Regions from separate parts of the Mus musculus genome. Here region 1 is linked to region 2. A link is a contact called in public Hi-C data. All regions are on one chromosome and are shown on one strand. Each heading gives the region's core, a stretch centred on a gene start, on an enhancer-like site or on the middle of the called end of the contact. The rest is flanking DNA. Distances are from core to core; before and after follow the strand shown.

What was found. Hi-C and Micro-C count contacts between places; a contact is called where the count stands out from the background.
Region 1: a Hi-C map of muscle stem cells shows a contact between it and region 2, with 2.6 times the contacts expected there. The contact joins two enhancer-like sites. A contact is called at or near these places in 11 of 484 Hi-C or Micro-C datasets (the HL-1 cell line, cortical neurons, embryonic stem cells and 5 more) and 3 of 115 datasets of contacts at active chromatin or transcription factors (astrocytes, extraembryonic endoderm stem cells and fibro-adipogenic progenitors).

Annotation. Positions count from the first base shown.
Region 1 is chr9:30,807,779-30,811,140 of GRCm38.p6, forward strand. No RefSeq gene overlaps it. Among named protein-coding and RNA genes, the nearest start is that of Gm31013, 28 kb to the left of the region's middle. Within about 2 kb of position 1,878, at least 36 of the 459 cell types and tissues checked have an H3K27ac peak or open chromatin away from gene starts, as enhancers often do. A contact at or near this core is called in muscle stem cells, where this site is marked.
Region 2 is chr9:30,479,211-30,482,643 of GRCm38.p6, forward strand. No RefSeq gene overlaps it. Among named protein-coding and RNA genes, the nearest start is that of Snx19, 54 kb to the left of the region's middle. Within about 2 kb of position 1,496, at least 25 of the 459 cell types and tissues checked have an H3K27ac peak or open chromatin away from gene starts, as enhancers often do. A contact at or near this core is called in muscle stem cells, where this site is marked.

The sequences.
Region 1 (3,362 bases), core at 628-3,127, 330 kb after region 2:
ATATTGGTTACCCTTCTGTTGCTATGAGAAAACACCAAGATCAAAGCAACTTATTTTTTTTTTAAAGTTTATGTAGGCTTGTGGTTCCAGAGGGATAGCACCCATAGTGATGGAGGAGAATGGCACTGAACAGAAAGTATGGCAAAAGAAACAGGAAGGTGAAGGCTCACTCTCAGTATTCGAGCTTGAAGGAGAGCAACTGGAAGTGGTACATGAGTCTTTAAACTCCAGTCCTGCTTCCAGTGACATATTACCCCCAAAGCCACATTTCCCAAATCTTCCAAATGCCAACAATAACCAAGGACCAAGTGCTCAAACCCATGATCCTACGGTAGACATTCTCATTCAGACCACCTGCGCTGCCTAGACTTTAGGTCGACTTGACACAGCCAGTATCTGAATTAAGAAAATGCCTCCATTGTGAGTAGCTCTATACCTGGCCTAGTGGCCCTGGGTTCTATAAGAAAGCAGTCCGAGCAAACCACTAGGAGCAAGCCAGTAAGCAGCACTCATCCATTGCCTCTGCATCAGCTCCTGCCTCCAGGTTCCTGCCCTGTGTGAGTTCTTAACCTCACTTCATTCCATGATGAACACTGCTGCAGAAGTGTTAAAGAATAAACCCTTTCCTTTCCAACTTGCTTGTACATGGTATCTTGTCACAACAATAGAAAGCCTAACTAAGACATTTGCACAAAAGGAAAGAGAGGGAGTTTGTAGTTTTTTTTTCAGTCTGGATGATTAGGCGATGAAGTATCACAAATGATACTGAGTTCATAATCAGTTCAGTAACTTCCAGCAGGTGAGAAAGCTCTGTCTGTTCAGACTGATCCCTAGCTCAGGTAAGGCTTTTTTATGCATCTTTCAATCCACTGAGATATCAGCTCTCAGCTGAGCCAGACATGGCTAAAATACCATGGAGCCCACAGAGGAAAGATGGCCTAATCTATCTTGTTTATCTAACCCCCAGAGCAAGCCACGCTGCGCTTCCCCACAGTGGCACTTCTGTAATTGTTGTATACAGAACAATACTCATGTTGGTCAAGAACTGTCACCATATCTCCACACCAAGGTTTATTTCTGCCCCAGCAAAGATGGGAGCAACACGTTTTTCTTCCAAGAGAAAAGAAAAAAATTTCAAAACATTGAGCACCCTTCTTCCCTGGGCTGTGTGTTCCTGGCTGGACTTATACATCGCTTACGTAATGGTGATGTGATTTATTACAGCAGCCCAGGGAGTTTCAGGAAAGCCAGAAATACCAGCCTGGAATGTGGGGCCCCTGAATCCAACACAGAAAAAAGAGGAGGGAGGAGTCAGTGGTGGGCTTCAGCATAGCTTCTGATTCAAGTGTCTAGCCCCAAGCCACTCACTGCCGTGCAGGTAAGGATATGCAGTACAGCTGGAGAGAAGGCTCAGCAGTTAGAGATAAGGAAGTATGTGCCAGCAGAGTGAAAGGGGCTGTGAGACCAGAACAAACTGAGGCCACGCTCACTCCTCCTGGTACTCTTGGCATCCCCCAGCTCTCTCCGAAGGTCAACCTCTGGTGGAGAACACAGCGATCCATCAAACAAACAGCTACAGTTCTGCCAGCGCTCGCCCAGAAAAATTTGCCACTTGCAGGAACTCACCCACAGGGAGCTAATTCTTACATGACTATCAGTGTGCTCTGTTTCATCTTGATCAGAGTTGTCGTCCATTTGTCAGTAGACAACGTTCGGCTGGCCCTCCTGTGCTCTGAAGCCTGGAAACACCGTCAAATTCTATCTAGGTTTCGATGATGTGAAACTTATTGGCACTCTTTCCCCCAACATATCCTCCAAATCATTCACAGGGGAGTTTCAGTGCTTTGGCAAGAAGGCTTAGCAGTTACACAGAGAAGCTTCCTCCAGACTCTGTCAAGTTCTCTAGTCTCTTTACTGCTTCCTCTACATCTTATCATAGATAACCAACAACTGTGTCCTTTATCATGTAAAGGGGGGATAGATGAAATATCCAATAAACATTTGGTAAATAGGACCACTGTGGGTGAACTTCTTCCCCATCCCTCTCCCTTTTCATCCCTCTTTGCATCTTACCCAGTGATGACTATACTCTGTGGGCTTCTAATTGAGATCTATCTCTGTTTCCTAAGCCTGGACCCATAAGCGGGTCCATCATCTCCTTATCAGACATTCTTAGAAAGGCCACTGAGGTGGATAGAAGCAAGCAGAAGTACTGGCATGCTGGCCTGACAACCTGAGCTTAATCTCCAGATCCCACAAACTGGCAGGAAATGACTGACTCCTGAGAGTTGTTCTCTGACCTCTACCCACACACCATGGCATAAGCACACACACACACACACACACACACACACACACACACACACACACAAGGAAACAAAACAAGTATCCTGGGGCTAGGGATATAACTCATCTGGTAGAGTGCTTGTCTAGCACAAACCAGACATGGCAGCTCAAGTCCCTGATTCCAGCAGCTGATGAAAGAAGCAGGATCAGAAATTCAAAGTCATCGTCAGCTACATGGGATGTTTAAGGTAAAATTGTATTATATGAGACCTGGTGCAAAAGAGAAAAAAAAAAAAAAAAAAAAAAGGTCTTGACCAGGACAGGAGAATCTCACTGCACCCACACCATGAAATCTCATTACGGTGCTTTCATTCAGTGGTGTTTATTGAGTACCAACCATAATTCAGGCATTGTTTTCGCTAAATAAAGTCTGACTCCAACAGAGTTTATGCCCTCGGCTCAGGAATTCAACAGTAAAGAGAAGGCAATAAAGAGCTAAAAGGAAAACTAACACAGACTGATGGCTAACACAGACTGGTGGAGGAGAGAGATGGCTTAAGTGAGCCTGTTCCCCCGCATCCCCACTGGTAGAAAGTTTCTTGCCTTGATATAGCATCCTACACTCCATCAGCATCATTGGGGGCTGACCCACATCATTTGCCTCTGCCACTAACTATTAAATAAGGACAAGGGCAGTTTCCATGTCTTCAAAATTAACCAAAGGAGTGGCCTTTGTGACATATCTGTTCATAAAGCATACTAAACAAATCTGGAATTGGAGAGAGCTGGGCCATCTCCTGTGCTCTGACTTAAGCTTGGACTTCTCCTCAGACAGCCTGGAGTTTAGTGAGCAGCTGACCCTTGAACTGAGAATCTGTTCCCGATAAAGACCTCAGGGGAAACTGACAGGATAAAGAGCTGACAGGGTCTGCTGAGGAATGCAGGCTTAGCCTGACAGTTGCTGGTATCTCTCACAGACTCCTCCTCTCCCAGCTGGCTTGCTAGTCATCTGGCCTATAGGCCAGTCTGGCAGTGATAACATTAAGATGCTATTAGGTGACCTTTAGGTCTCACAG
Region 2 (3,433 bases), core at 246-2,745:
CGTGAGGCCGACATCTCCTGAATCCTCCAACCCCTTAGCCTCTAGAAAACATCATCTACTCTGCCTCTGTGGTCTGATTTTTTAAAAACAATACTTCCTTTTAAAAGCTAAAATGGTAACGGTCTTTTAAAACAGACCAACTCCTGAAAGGGAGGAAAATGGAAAGACCTGCTTGGAGAATCGTTGTCTTCCAAATCAACAGTAATCCCTCCCTATTGGATGATCTGAAGTAGCAATCTCTCTGGCCATATTTTGACTTTCCAGTGTGTTTGCAATAGAATAAATTTCACTATAAACAAGATTAAATTAAATAAGAAAATAATGGCAACAGGATAAAACATTGCCCTCTCTGCTTTCCCAGATGTTTTGAGAAGAATTCTGGAAAGGAAACCACTGTATTTATTTGCACCGTTGTCCCTGCAGTCGTCCAGGGCTGAACAAATACTGCCGGGATTCTGTTCCCCCATTCTTCCTTACCTCTCTGTTAGGCCGGACCCTGCAGGACTGTGTGCATTTGGAATAAAAAGTAAAGCCAAGCATATGGTCAAAACGAAGCTGTGCTTATATCCATAGGTCTCCATTTGGTCTCCCTGGGGACCTATGAGATACTAATGGGGGCCTTGTAGGTAGCAGGACCCTAGGGAGGGAAGCCCAAGGATGACTGACTCGGCTGCACTGTCTACAGCCATCTTAAAGTGTTTCCGTTGTTTTCAATTCCCCCAGAGGGGTCTAGAGAAGTCCTACAAAGGCAAAAGCCTTCTCTTCCAGCAGGCCTTCAAGGGTAACTGCCTAGTACTTTCCTGGGAAGATTGTGTTTGACAGCAATGAAAACCAACAGTTTAACAGCAGTAATTTCTTGGCAGGACAGATTGGTATGAGACTTGTCCCCAAACAAAATAAGCCTTTCAGGGAAGTATATTTCAAGCCTAGCTCACGTTCCCAAGACACTGAGATTCTTATATGGCTGACACAGGAGCCGAGGCTGAGCCCCAGCCAGGGACAGCTAATTATTGCCAATAACACAGAGGGCCCATCAGTTCAAACAGGGAACTGAACACTCCATGGAACGCCTCCTGGGGAAAGGCCGGCTCCTCTGCACTGGTCTTGTTGATGGCTCCAGGATGGGACAGAACAATATCCCCTTCTCTTTTCCTCTACCTTGCCTCTATCTCAGCTCCTTCCCACCATCTTCCATAAATCCTTTCTCTCCATCAACATCATTTCCACTGCTATATTTGTCACCAGAGAATATAAGATCTCATGTGGGTCTGGAAACTCGCCATAGCTATACCTCTGACCCTCTGCACCTAAGTTGTTGCAAAGCCTTAATTTCTAGGCTTTCCTCTACACTAGCCAACAAAATCAGACACCTCGTGGGAGGTTCTCCAGCCACCTCTCTCTGCGCCTCATCATCCACAAGTCCACAAGAGGGCACACAAGAGCACTCAAGAGCACCACCGCTGTGGCACTAAGACCAGAAGGTGGCGCTGTTGCCTTAGTCATGGAGTAAGACCCAGCAGTAACAGCTAGCCTGAAGTCAGAGCTTTTGTGTGTGGGGAGCCATGGGAAAGTGAAGCTAGGAGGTGCTGTAACTTCCCAGACTAAGGTCACCAACTACCCCGGGAAGCAACAACAAGTCCCAATCTCTTTGTATGAAAAGAAGAGATCCAAACAGAGTCTTTTTGAGGAGGCCCAGCTCTCTTGGGCTCATATTCTGCCTGTGAGAGGAGACTGAAATTGGGATCCCTTCCATCCCTTTTCTACACAGCGTCCTCTGCTTTCTCTGCATCCAGCATAAATCTGTAGTGTCAGGTAGCCGGAAGTCCGGAATAGAGAAGACTAAAGTCCTGTTTGGTGAACTTATCCTGGATACAATGGTGAGGATACTGGAAGCCTGGGATGAGGAGTCACAGTGTCAGGTCACCCCTGGCACTTAGGAGAAAGACCTCAACGGTGCATCGGAGAGCTGCAGAGGGCAGAGTCAGACAGTACAGGCTTCCTTGGGAAGGATTTAGGAAGGGCTTCTTAGACATGGGTATGAGGAGATGGACAGCACCGGAGGTGGTTTCTAGCGTGAAAGATCACAGCTAAGGAATGAGTTGGAGACCAAGAACCAGCAGGTCAGGGCAGCAAGTGGTGTGCGGACTTCCCTGACAGACTTCCTCCTCAATAAGCTTCGTACAATTACAAATAGCAACAATGTCCCTAGTACATGCATGCATCCATTTGCAAGTATGCAAATGATCTTCTTGTGCAGACATGTAAGTAACTCACAAGATTATAGGAGACCTGAATAGGACACTGTAGCTGTGTCTCCCTTGAGCTGTGGTTAACCTTGACCTGATGTCAACTCTAGGATCTCTTCTCTCCTCCTCCTCTGACTTCCCTCCCCTCCCCTTCCTTTTCTTTTTCCACTCTTCTCTTCCTTCCCCTGCCAAGAAATACAACAAAGATTACATGATATCAATTTGTTACTATCCAGAATTAAAGCTCTGTCATCTGCTGACTCAGTCAGATCAATACGCACATCTCTTATTACAAGATGAATAGTCACCATCAGTGAAGAAGGCACATGCTATCATTCACTCATCTTAGGCTTCAATTTTATGGAGGAGACGCTGAGATCTGCTGAGTCTAGATGGCTTCCTAAAGTCAGTGGTGAGAGTCGGTGGGATGGTTTGTATAATAGTGGAGTGGCACTATTATAAGGTGTGGCCCTGTAAGAGTAGGTGCGTCACTATGGGTGTAGGCTTAAGACCCTCACCCTAGCCACCTGGACATCAGCCTCCCACTAGCAGCCTTCAGATGAAGATGTAGAACTCTAGATGCTGCCATGTTCCCTCATTGATAATAATGGACTGAACCTCTGAAACTGTTTAAATGTTTTTCTTCTAAGAGTTGACTTGGTCATGGTGTCTGTTCACAGTGGTAAAACCCTAACTAAGACAGACGGTGTTGGTTCCCATCCAAGCTGTCACACCCAATGTCATGCTGCCCTGCTACACACGATGTGCCCCAGACTGGTTCACTCAGGAGCTTGCCACCTTGATGGGGAGGGGAAGCTGGCTATCGCTAGCAGCCAGCACATTCTGTGCAACACACCATGCTGCATGACCCACGGATGTAGAGACAAGAAGCCACATCCACATGCTGCTATAGAATCATTAAGTGATTGGTGTCCCTTTCCTTTATAAGCCCCACTGCCATGTCAGGGTGAGCATTGAGTGGTTGTCCTCACAGATGTGGCAGACATTGTGCTATCAGGACTAATGTGACAGAAAAACAAAATCTCATCCTAAGAGTTCCAGAAACTGCTGGTCAAGGTCAACGTGCTGGGGGTTAGCATCTGCTAAAGACCATTTCCCTGTGAATAGTCTTCTTGCCAGGTCCTCATGTGGCAAAGGGGACAAACAAACTCTCTCCTGCCTCTTCT